Linked DNA regions of Zea mays: region 1 is linked to region 2. Evidence: chromatin contacts called from public Hi-C data. All regions are on one chromosome and are shown on one strand. Each heading gives the region's core, a stretch centred on a gene start, on an enhancer-like site or on the middle of the called end of the contact. The rest is flanking DNA. Distances are from core to core; before and after follow the strand shown. Region 1 holds the start of LOC103626439 (pentatricopeptide repeat-containing protein CRP1, chloroplastic-like). Region 2 holds the start of LOC100285378.

Evidence for each region. Hi-C and Micro-C count contacts between places; a contact is called where the count stands out from the background.
Region 1: a Hi-C map of bundle sheath shows a contact between it and region 2, with 3 times the contacts expected there. The contact joins the promoter of LOC103626439 here to the promoter of LOC100285378 in region 2. A contact is called at or near these places in 5 of 25 Hi-C or Micro-C datasets (bundle sheath, ear and leaf).

What each region holds. Positions count from the first base shown.
Region 1 is chr5:61,442,527-61,448,462 of Zm-B73-REFERENCE-NAM-5.0, reverse strand. It overlaps LOC103626439 (pentatricopeptide repeat-containing protein CRP1, chloroplastic-like), which reads right to left and starts at 2,178. Exons shown (of 7, transcript XM_008646845.3): 1 at 934-2,178; 2 at 34-186. The coding sequence starts at 2,151.
Region 2 is chr5:61,270,232-61,275,941 of Zm-B73-REFERENCE-NAM-5.0, reverse strand. LOC100285378 reads left to right here and starts at 1,446. Exons shown (of 4, transcript NM_001158271.1): 1 at 1,446-1,813; 2 at 1,905-1,989; 3 at 2,187-2,302; 4 at 2,393-2,855. The coding sequence starts at 1,484. The coding sequence ends at 2,617. It overlaps LOC103626434 (late embryogenesis abundant protein), which reads left to right. Exons shown (of 1, transcript XM_008646842.3): 1 at 1-812. The coding sequence ends at 486.

The sequences.
Region 1 (5,936 bases), core at 929-3,428, 170 kb before region 2:
AATTTTCATCTCGTTTCTAGATGTGGTACATACACTATCCTTGATATGCTGAAATACAGCTAGTGCCTCCAAATGCCTTCCAGCAGTGCCAAAAGCATTGATTAACGAATTCAGCATAACAAGGTTTGGCTCAAATCCTTCTTCCTCCATCAACTGAAGTACATTTACAGTTTGTTCACACAGTCCCTGAAAGAGAAAGGGAACACCTTGACTCCTTGAGTGAGCAGTCAACATGATTCGCATGGATTGAAACATGTGCATAAGGACAGGCAGATATCGACATTCTACTGACAAACTAACCCTCTCCCCTAAGGAAAAGGCAAATACAGAAAAATAGTTGGAGGTTGTATGGCATTGACCTGCTGCATTGGGGCAAGCTTATTAATTGTACTAAACAAAAACCTGAATGCTGTTTCTCAAATGCACTATATCGTAAAAAAATCCTGGTCCAAGTACAGTACTGAAACAGATGAGAAAAAGTACATCAGCTCAGTCGCAGTGTCATATAACTTCTGTCTAGATACATGCAGCACTGCTTGTCATCAACTTCGACAAGATTTATTAACATCAGGTGTTATACTGAGTACTGATCAGATAAACAGAGATGTCCGCGACCCAGCTAAATTATTTACGATGTCGATGGATCCAGTGTCCAGAACATCATGTTTGCAAACCTACAAGATGTCTATCTTATATTCTAAAAAGAACAGAAGAAAAATATTTCCAAAGCCAGAAATGGTTTAACTTATTCTCTCAAATAACAAACTGTGAATCCTTATCCAGAGTTTACAGCATTAGTGCAACATGCTTACATACAACATTAGGATGTAATCAAAGGCATTTGCAACTATATTCAGTTTAAAATATGGTGGGGGAAAACTATCATGACACGAGGCAAAATTGATTTAACCCAAGTTTAGCCGTTAGACTGACCTGTTGAGCATAAGCGTTTGCAATGACACAAAATACACGAGGCAAAAGCTGTGTATTCTCAGCTCTAAGAGCAGCTATACAGTCCTGTGCATCACGAAAATGGCCATACTGCCCGTAAATGTCAACCAATATTGCGTACACTGCGCCACTCTCCTTGAAACCTCGATTGTTCATGCCATCAAACAACTTCTTAATCTCATCCCACTTCCCTTGTTCCCCCAACCGGCTGATGATCATAACAAATATCTTTGGGTCCGGGTACATCCCTTCCTCCTGCATGGATGTGAAGAACCGCAGAGCGCGTTTCATGTTCCCAACCCGACAATGCCATTGAATCAAAGCATTCCAAGTCGATATGTCTGGCCTGACGCCTTCGGCGCGCATTTTATCAAACATCCTGCGTGCGTCCGCTAGCTGTCCATACTTGCCGAACGTATCGATCAGGCCGCTGTAGATCTTAACATCCAGTTCCACCCCAACCTCCTGCATCTCCATGACGAGGTCGGTGGCCTTCTTCCACATGCCATTGTCCCGGTACAGCCGCACGAGCATGCTATACCCGGCGGTGTCGAGGCGAATGCCCCAGCGCCTCATCTCACCGAGCACCCACCACGAGTCCTCGAGCCGGCCGGCGCGCGCGTACGCGCCTAGCAAGAGCGTGTAGGTGCGCCGGTTCCTCGCGACGCCGTCGTCGGCCATCTGGAGGAGGAGGAGGTCGGCGAGGCGGAGGTGCGCGGCGGCGAGCAGGCCCTCAAGGAGCGCGTTGTAGTGCGCGGCTTCCGGGCGCGGGCCGAGGCGGCGCATCTCGAGGAGGAGCGCCTCGGCCTCCAGCGCGCGCCCTGCGCGGGACAGCGCGCGGATGAGGCGCGCGTACGCGCTGCCGCTAGGGCGCCCCCCGGACGCTTGCATGTCGGCGAGAAGTCCTAGGGAGCGCGCCAGGTCGGACCCCGCGTGGGACTGGATGGCGCGGTCGTACCACTCCCAGGGCCGTTCCTGGTGGTGGTCTGCCGCGGCGGCGGGGCAGCAGCAGCAGACCAAGGCGCTGGCGACGCGGGGCCGGTGCCGGCTGGGAGTTGGAGGCGCAAGGAGCGGGAGCTGCAGTGGCCGTGGCAGATGGCAGTGGACGAGAGAGCAGGCGTCCATGGAGATGGAGCTCGCGGTGGTTGACTGGCCGTGGCTAGCGAGAGCTTGGATAAGTTTTGGTGATGTAAAGAACATTCTCGTCGAAATGGGAACATACTTTCAAGTTCAGGTGTTGCTTTTTTTTTTAAGGTAAAAACATTCTCGTTGAGGACTTGTTCGGTTTGGAGGAGTTTAAGAAGGATTGGAGGAGATTTTTCTCCTCCTATTTAAATTTGTACAGAAGGGGCATCCCTCTCAATCCGCCTTAGCCAAACAAGCCCTGAAATATAAACATACTTTCAAGATCAGGTATTGATCTGATTTTTTTAAGGCCAAATGATATGGATTTGTTGTATTGGGCTACCTCTGATTAATGGCATTTGTCTACAGATGATTATCTAGTTTGTTTTTGTGATCCTGGATTCATTGGCTTGATGACGTGTCATCCTTAACTTGGCAAGCTGCAAGATATGTGAGGCCAGATACTAAAAAAGGAGACAACATGGATCGTACTAATTACGTGGAGGTAAAATGTATAGCATCAGAGGATCCAAGAGATAGGTTTGTGTTTTTCAATCTAAAACTAGGTATATGTCCGTGCGTTGCTACGGAATCAATATGATAAAATCCATATATATATAAAAACACTAATTGTTATTCTATATTCTTGCTAGCATCACTCATATTGGATGTTTACATACTTAAAAGATATAACAAAGTGTCTGTTCATTGCTATAGAGATGAGTGTGAATGTGGTTTCAAGGAAACAGCCATACAATACAATACTAAAATAGAAAATGACAATTAAAAATCTACAACAAAACATAACATAAAGATAAATAATGTATGAAACACGCCATCATGGAATAACATCTTTACTCTTTGACTCTTTGTTGATAGTTCCAAGTGCAGAAGTAGAACCTACTGAAAAATTAAAACACGTAAATACAAGAAATATGTAAATAAGGTAATGTAAAGTAATTTTGAGAATAAGAAATAGGCACATGAAGCACAAGATTGTACGTACAATTCAACTTATCGTCTAGTTTCAAGCTAAAAGCGCAGATGTCATCTTATGTTTACACTTGCACAGAGGTGGGAGGAGTTGCAGTGCTGCATCTCACCTTACACACCAGAATGAGACATACTGGAAGAAATAATAACCACCGGGCAAGCAATTAATTAAGTAGAACACTGAGTCATCTACTTCATTCATTCGTTGTCCAAGAATAGGCTTCAAGAATTTGTTCCAGGATTATAACGGATGTTTTCACTAATTCATATGATCAATGGAACCAGTTGCTGTTAAGCCAGGGCTTATAGCAAATAGCAGAACCAATAGAATTAGCCAGCTTGAGGGAAGAATCAATGCAAAAAAAATATAGTCTAAGTATTTCCTGACAATATTCAGATGATTTTATCAGACCCAAATATGAGAAAAAAGAACTTCCAGATGACACTCCCATTGCGCCTACAAGTCACAATCTGCAATGCATGGATTTTGATACTATGATATGCACATAAGTAGATGAATACTACTACAAGTATTGACTTAAAATATCCAGATTTAGTAGATGAATTTGTTTTAGATGACACTTCCATTACACCTGCAAGAACTTGCAATTCATGGATTTTTATACTATGATCTGAACATAAGCAGATGAGCCAAAATATGTGTTTTCTGTGCTCGATTTACCAGTTTAATTGCCTCCAGTAGCATCTTCCTGAGCTAGGACATAAAATAGTTCACAGATTCTTTGTTTGATAGCTTCTCAATCTTGTATGTGAATCTACCAGCTACCATGCATACCAGGACTGGGTTTTGTGAAGGTTGAGAAAGTAGCCACATACACTTGATGTTGGGGCGATGCTACCTAGCACTTCAACGTTGGGCCATGTAAGTGCAATCAACCCCAAATGAGGGTTTTGGTGATTTAATGACAAAACAAATAAGGGTACTAACGGTTTTTGTTCCTAGTGTATGATTAGAAAAAACATGAACTTAAGGAAGCATCAAGGACTTCATGCAACGGACGTATAAAATTTTATGTAAATCTTGAGTTGCATGATGTAATTCTTTCTTATTCTTTTTCACACAGGTAATGGTGTTTGCTATAGCTCGAGTCCCCAAATTCAAAAGCTATTTTTGAAAGTCAAAAATCACTTTAACATTCTATGGTTGACTGTGGTTAGGTTTGAGAAACCTAGAGTGTTCTTGTTGAAAAACAACTGAACTTAACTTCAGCTGAGTTGAGCTTCTTCAGCTGTAGCTGAGCTTTTTCAGCTGAGCTGGACTTCAGCTGAGTTGAGCTTTCTCAACTCCAGCTGAACTTCAACTTCAGCTGTGGATCTCTTTGATCATACACCAGTTGAACTTGTCTCCGGGCAGTTGAGTTGGGGTTTTCTCTCCTAAACTCTCTGGTCTAGACCAGTTGAACTGGTCCTGAGGGGCAGTTCAACTGGTCTCTGACCCCTCTAACTTCTGACCTGCAGTCTGCCAGTCAGACTGGCAGTTAGGTCACCAGAGTTGTCAGGGGGCAGTTCAATCGGTCTTGTCAGCCTGACTAGTCTGCAGGTCAGTCTGCTAGTCAGTCTGGCAGTCAGACTTGTAGACAGTCTGCTGACCTGCCAGGGGGCGGTTCAACCGGTTTTCAGCGGGGTTCCAGGTCAAATGGCTAGTTTTTGAGCCGTGGCTATAAATAGAACCCTCCACCCCCTTCTTCAATGCTGTTGTACACTTACACATTTATTGCTCACCTAACTTGAGACAAAGCACTCATCTTCTCTTTCTCTCTCACACTTAAATCTTCCTCAAGATTCAACCTTGTTGGAGGAGCTCTTGGGTGTGAGGTTTGTGCTTGTGCGCACGATTTGGTTTTCCTCTCCCATCTCTTTTGAAATATTGAGCTTGTGCAAACACCTCTTGTGCGTTCTTGGTGTTCTTGAAACCTTAAGTTTCAAGACCGTTTGAGGTTGCTTGGGAGTCTCCAAATTTGTGGACGATCTCAAGAAGTTTGTATCACCCGCTCTTTGAGCTAAGATAAGAAGATATTGTATTGACCTTTGTGGTCGGCTTTTGGAGGATTAGGGTTGAAAAAGACCCGGCCCTTTGTGGGCTCCTCAATGGGGAGTAGGACACCTTTGTGGTGTGGCCGAACCTCAGGTTAGATCTTGTGTCTTATGTTCTTGCTTGTCTTTAACTTAAGATATTTTTACTTGCAAGATTGACATATAGATTTTCCCGTAGAGTGGATCTAGAAGTGAAATAGCCTTTATATATTCATCTTCACATTCTAACTTAGTTATACTTCACTTCTCAAAAGGACTCGCGAAATACATTTTCGAGTAGATTATAGTCTAAAGTTTATAAAACAGTTGGATTGGTTTAGAGTGGTTCAACTTGCGCATGTAGCTGTTGAACCGACTTACACAAGTTGAACTGTGTATTTAACAATCTTTCGAAGTTTGTTGTGAAAATTTTCAGATTAGCCTATTCACCCCCCCTCTAGGCTACTTTCAATTGGTATTAGAGCTTCGTACCTCGTTTTACACTTAACCGCGTGAGGAAATGATCATGTCTACTTAAAGGGACCATGTGGATCCTCTCCTCAAGGGAATCCCCATCACATCTTCCGGTGAGGAAGTGGACCCCAAGATCCTCGACCTCGCCATGAAGATTGCCGAGAAGATGTTCCTCAAAATGAAAGAGGAATATGCTAAGAAAAGGGTCGAAGAAGAAGAATCAAGAAGAAAGGGCGAATAAGACAAAGGAATGGGAAAATTTGAATACAATGATGATTTGGTAGAACTTTTGGTGTCAAGGGTGATGAGCAAGGTAAGTCTCACCACCGAAGGATCATCCACCAAAAGTAAAGGTAACG
Region 2 (5,710 bases), core at 197-2,696:
TACCTGCTGTACAAGCCCACGACGCCGTACCTGCTGGTCTCGTCCGCGCGGCTGGAGACGCTGGCGTACGACCAGTCGGGCACCATCCGCGACCTGCAGCTGGCGCTGACGGTGCTGGCGGAGAACTCCAACTCGCGCACCGACGCCACCTTCTCCCGCGTCAACCTCGCCGTGGGCTTCCGCGGCGCCGAGGTGGCGCTGCTCCGCGCGGGCACCTTCGCTGTGCCGCGCCGCAGCTCCTTCCCGCTCCGCTACCAGGTCGTGTCGGCGGGGCGCCAGCTCAGCCCCGAGGGGATGGAGTACATGGCCGGCGCGCTCCGGGCGGGCGTCGTCCCGCTCGACCTCTTCGGCAAGGCGCGCACCACCTGGAAGGTCGGCATCTTCGCCTCGCTCCAGTTCTGGACGCGCATCTCCTGCCGCTTCCTCTTCTTCTACCCCGGCAATGGCACCGCCATGCCCATCGACTGCCGCTCCAGGTCGCCGTAGCGTCCTCCTGGCAGCCAGGCAGGCGTCACCCATTGTTCACCTGCTCTGTCTCTGCCTGCAGTCTCCTCTGCAGCTACGCGTTTGTTCTGTCATTCATTTGTTCATTCCCTCAGGCTCAGCAACACAATTTGACACATGCGCCATTCTTGTACAGACCAAAAATAATAATAATACTGGTACGGTACAGTGCATAGATCGACAGATACTCCTACTGTGCAGGAACACTAACAACAACAACAATTGTTGAATTAGTTCACTTCGGTGCCATCGACTTGTGAATTGTGATGAAAGAAGATGTATAACAAATTTCTTGAGCATTGCTGATTTATCAAATCCCGACTTCCCGAGAGGATCATGTTTTCTTGACGCGGGGAAATTAGCTTGGGCTTCACGTAGTTGGCGTGGGGCCGGCCTTTTATGGACAACATATCGAATGCCATGGGCCGATCCATAAAGCCCAATATTGACAACCCAGCAACTCGAGCGAGTGGACTCCTGAATCCTGAACGGTCAACCAACCAACCAACCAATCGGAAACACTCACACAGACACGACACGAGCGGACGACGGGACGAGCCGTCGTGTTCCGGCGCGGGTGTGTGGCGGCAGGAATTCGCGGGAGGAATGGCTGGCCGGCGGGAGCCCAGATCACCCTCAATCATGCTTCGACCAGGCCAAAGAAGACGGAATTATCTCCGTCGCCATCCACCACTCACAACCGGACCGGGGGCTGATGAGATGAACGGGAACGGGTGCCCCTCGCCTCCGCCGACGTGGACTCGCTGCCTGCCCCGCAAGGCCGCGACGAACGAGGACGACGACGAGACCCGTCGCCGTCGGTGTTCGCGCCCGACCGCACGGTGCACCGAACGTGGCGCTCCACTTGTCGCGCTCTCCGGACTCCGTCGCCGGGCGGGCGCCGCCTACTTAACCGCCCCGGCCGCGAGCGGGGTCGGGAGAAGACGGTTCGAGTCCGTTCTAGAATCTAGACACGGCAATGAAGCCCAGGCCTCTCGGTTGCGGTTGCGGTTGCGTCCCGGCGGCGGTAGGGTGCGTCGGCTGGGCATGGAGGCCGACTCCGAGGCCGCGCGGGGGAGGGAGGGCAGCAGGGGTGTCGCCCAAGTGCTCGCACTCGGCGGCGGCGGCGGGAGCGGTACAGTCGGAGGACCGCCGCCGCGAGGTGCTGTACCGCCCGGTGGAGCTGCCCGGGACGGGGTACGGGTCTGAGCTGGAGGCGCGGATCGAGAAGGTCATCTACGCCTGCCGCTTCATGACCTTCTTCGGCATTTGTGGCTTGCTCCTCGGCTCTGTCCCATGCTTCCTCAAGGTGCTCGCTCGCTTCATTGACTGATTCGCGGATCATTCCGGCTCCCCCCCACTCCCCACTAATTTGTGAACTGGAGCTTTGGATCCTGCAGGGATGCGTTTTCGTGATGGATGCCTTCGTCGAGTACTACCGGCACGGCGCAGGGAAGGTCATCCTCCTGCTGGTGGAAGCCATTGGTAACCAAATCCGCTCACCTGACGCTTGTTCCATTCCTCAAATAATCACTGTCATGCCGCTGCTAACCGCTGTAATCTTTAAATCTATGCCACGATGTACAATTGACTGCGATATCATCTCTGCATGCTCAAACCTGTCTTAACAATGGCAATGCGCCTGATGGCTTTCTGCTGTGCATGGCCTGTTTCACCTCCAGAGATGTTTCTCATTGCAACGGTCACGTTTGTCTTGGGGACGGGCTTGTACGAGCTCTTCATCAGTAACATGGACTCCTTTTACGGGTCCAACCTCTTCGGCCTGTTCAGCCTTCCGGTTGGTTCACATGCACATCCCAATCAGTCAGTGATACTCCTGAGGCAGCAAAGGATCGCGGTTTCTTGACATCTCTGACTCTGTCTGCAGGAACGGCCCAAGTGGGTTGAAATCAAGTCGGTGAATGATCTCAAGACAAAGCTGGGCCATGTCATTGTCATGGTTCTGCTGGTTGGCATCTTCGAGAAGAGCAAGAGGGTGACCATCACATCCTGTGCTGACCTCTTGTGCTTTGCTGGATCGATTTTCCTGTCTTCAGTTTGCCTCTACCTGCTTTCCAAGCTCCATACCACCAAGGGAGGCAGCCAGGCCTGAGATGAGAGTGTTTGTATGTAAGTGATATGTCTGTTCTGTTGCTGTGCAACGCCTGCCTCCGGTTCTGTTCGTGTAGTAAATAATTAGGCAGTGGGGAGGTACCGATTTCCCATGTACTCATGTTCATGTATGGCTAGGGAGTTTCAGTTAGGCACAACCACACTACATTGAGTATCATCCTGTATGTGTAGCTCGATGTAATGCAATCAATAACTGATATTCTCTTTGAGTAAGCTTATTTTCAGTTTTGTTTTAAGTATGGGTGTTTTTGAAGAGACCTTCACTACATAAAGGAAAAAAAGACTGGTTGATTGGAAAGAACTGCACATATTGATGTCTTCTGATCTGTTTTATGAACATATTTGAAGCAAACAACCATATATTTCCCTTTTTCTCATCCCCATATTTGGTGATATGGAGATGTCCATACAACACCCCTCTTTGGTAGGCTGTTATTGTTATTTGAGCATGTGCGCCAGTTAAACCTTGTCAATATGGCAGCCATATGGATACTACATTTGATGAATGGAGGTTCCTTGTCTGATGTATCACATGAGGTTTATTTCTTGTGCTACAGCTATTTTGTGAATGAACTGAAACACATAATCTTAGTGCATATGTAACCATTGTCATGTATTAATGATAAATTTGTGACTTGATGTATTGAAGACAACATTATGATGCATTTCTGCACTGATGTTCTTACAGTAAATAAGATCAAGGAACCTATATTGTGTACCATGTAATATCATTTTTAACAGTTTGATGAGGAAGTACTACTACTATTACAATTGATGCTTCAGTTCTACGACTTCTTTCAAACCAAGCGTCCGCACATATCTTGAGGTATGTTTCTGATCTTAAGTGCTTATTTACAACTTCTCTCACCATTCAATATTTTGATATTTTCTAGTTGGATGCACCAATGCATTCTTGAATACCACGTGGCACCTTTGTCTAACATGGCTTCGTATTTAGCATCTGCCTTTCCCTCAAAAAGGAAAATCATTAAGCAACAAAAATGCTGTGGCAGAATGATGAAAACTTCATGCTTTATGACCTTTGGTCAAGTTTACAACTCTTTTTTTTTCTTGGGGTTATTGAATGAACGACATGAATAAATGCAGGTACGTTGTATAGTGCTTGGGCCACGAAGGATGATGGAACCTCAAATAAATTATAATGATGAGTTCTAACCAACCAATGGGAGGCAATGTTCCAAAACAAAAAAAGACCTTGAAGTGCCCTTTCCAAATCAAAATCAAAGTTCCAGGAATCCTTGAAAAAAATGTTCTCCCACAGGGACGGGACAGTTTTTGGTGGCGCAGTTCCCTGCATATATTTGTTTGCTTTTTTTTTCTTTTCTTTTTTGCTTTGAACATTAGCTGCTACATACTCTTTTTCCATATGCAGTGAGGAGCAACAAAACTAGAAGCCCCAACTTGCTTTGGGTTCCTCCGCCCATTGTCTTGTCCTGGTAAGCTCTGTTAGGTCATGGCCTCGCGAATTTTATTGGAGCATGAAAGGTACTGCATTTAGATATTTCAAGTTTCAAACTTGCATTCTTAATCTGTCTTCAACGATACATTTAGTCCTTATCCTTATCAACTTTGTGCTGCTAATTTGTGGCGGTGACATTTGCTAATCTTAGTACAATTTTATTGGCGGGTTCGAAGGGGCCTCCTCGCATTTACGGGAAAAAAAAAGTTTATCTCATTTGGAAGCCTCCGGCACTGGATCTGCCCTTTGGTACAAGTTTATCGGCATGAAAGTGTTACACCTGTATATTTCCATCTGCAGCTTGCATAGGTGATAGGTGTATGCTTCTTTTGCATACTTAAACGAAACTTCCATGACATATTTAGCTCTACGCTCTTGCAAGTTGGTGCAGCCAAAATGAACCATGGGGTGTTACTGCTAATTTTTAATACAAGTGGTTCAGCTAGTGTGGCGAGCATATGTTTCAGTAGAATAACTGAATACCATGATTAGCAGATTATCCAAACTGTGTCCTCAGTCCTTGGTAACCGTTCTTTGGTAACTTTTTTAGAACTGCTAGTTTGGTTGATTGATTGATGTTGGCACACAAAACTGTAAAAGAATTTACACCAAAACTGACCTCTGTCAGGATGTGAGTCGGTTCACCCATACTAGAGGCATATTCCAGTGGTATTTGTTCTATATATTACAAAAATCACTGTATGCAGAGGACAGTCGAGGGTTAGATATGTTTTTAGAGCTCGTTTGCTAGAGCTCCACTCCATGATTCTCTAGCTTCGAGAACTGATTCTCTAATAGAGTGATTCCGAGTGATTCTGTACGGGAAGTGAATCTATTTGGCGAAAACCGTTTGACAAATAGGCTGTGAACTGATTCCTGAGGGCTTAGAGAGTGGAGAGCAGGTTGAAAGTGGTGGGAAGCAGGTTTTTTGGCTCTTACTTTGTAGTACAAAATAGAGACTAGATTCACCCGACTCCCACCATAGAGCAGTTTAGATTTTTATCGTTTGGCTCCTGCCAGCAGTTTAGATTTTTATCGTTTGGCTCGGCAGGAGTGATTCAGACCAGGAGCGAAGCTGTGAGAGCTCTGTCAAACGCCCCCTAGATTCACTCTACTCCCACCATGGAGCAGTTTAGATTTTCATCGTTTGGTCCAGCAGGAGTGATTCTCGCTAGGAGCGGAGCTGTGGGAGCTCTGCCAAACGCCCCCTCAGAGTAAAACTGATTAGGAAAAGGTGTTCCCTTTAGCATATGATTTTTGTTAAGGAAGAAACTACTGATACTTCCAGACGCTAAACAATTGGCTGGCGGTTGCTGTGGTCCTCCCGTTACTCATCTGCTTTTGAAGCACACCTTTTTGAAGTAAATCCCGCTTGTATAAAGAAGGGAGCTGGCTCAAGAAGTGGTGAGCCAGTCCTAGCTGTGAGCCTGCAACGAACTTGTCTACCGAGTTCTCACCATATCACACCACCCTCATCCCACTCCAAACTAGCTAGCAACAACTAGCATTTCCCCCGTGCAAACTCCATGGCCATTCTGTCGAGAACTGTCGTTGTGTTCATGTTGCTTCTCAGCACCGTCTTCTTCTTCGTGC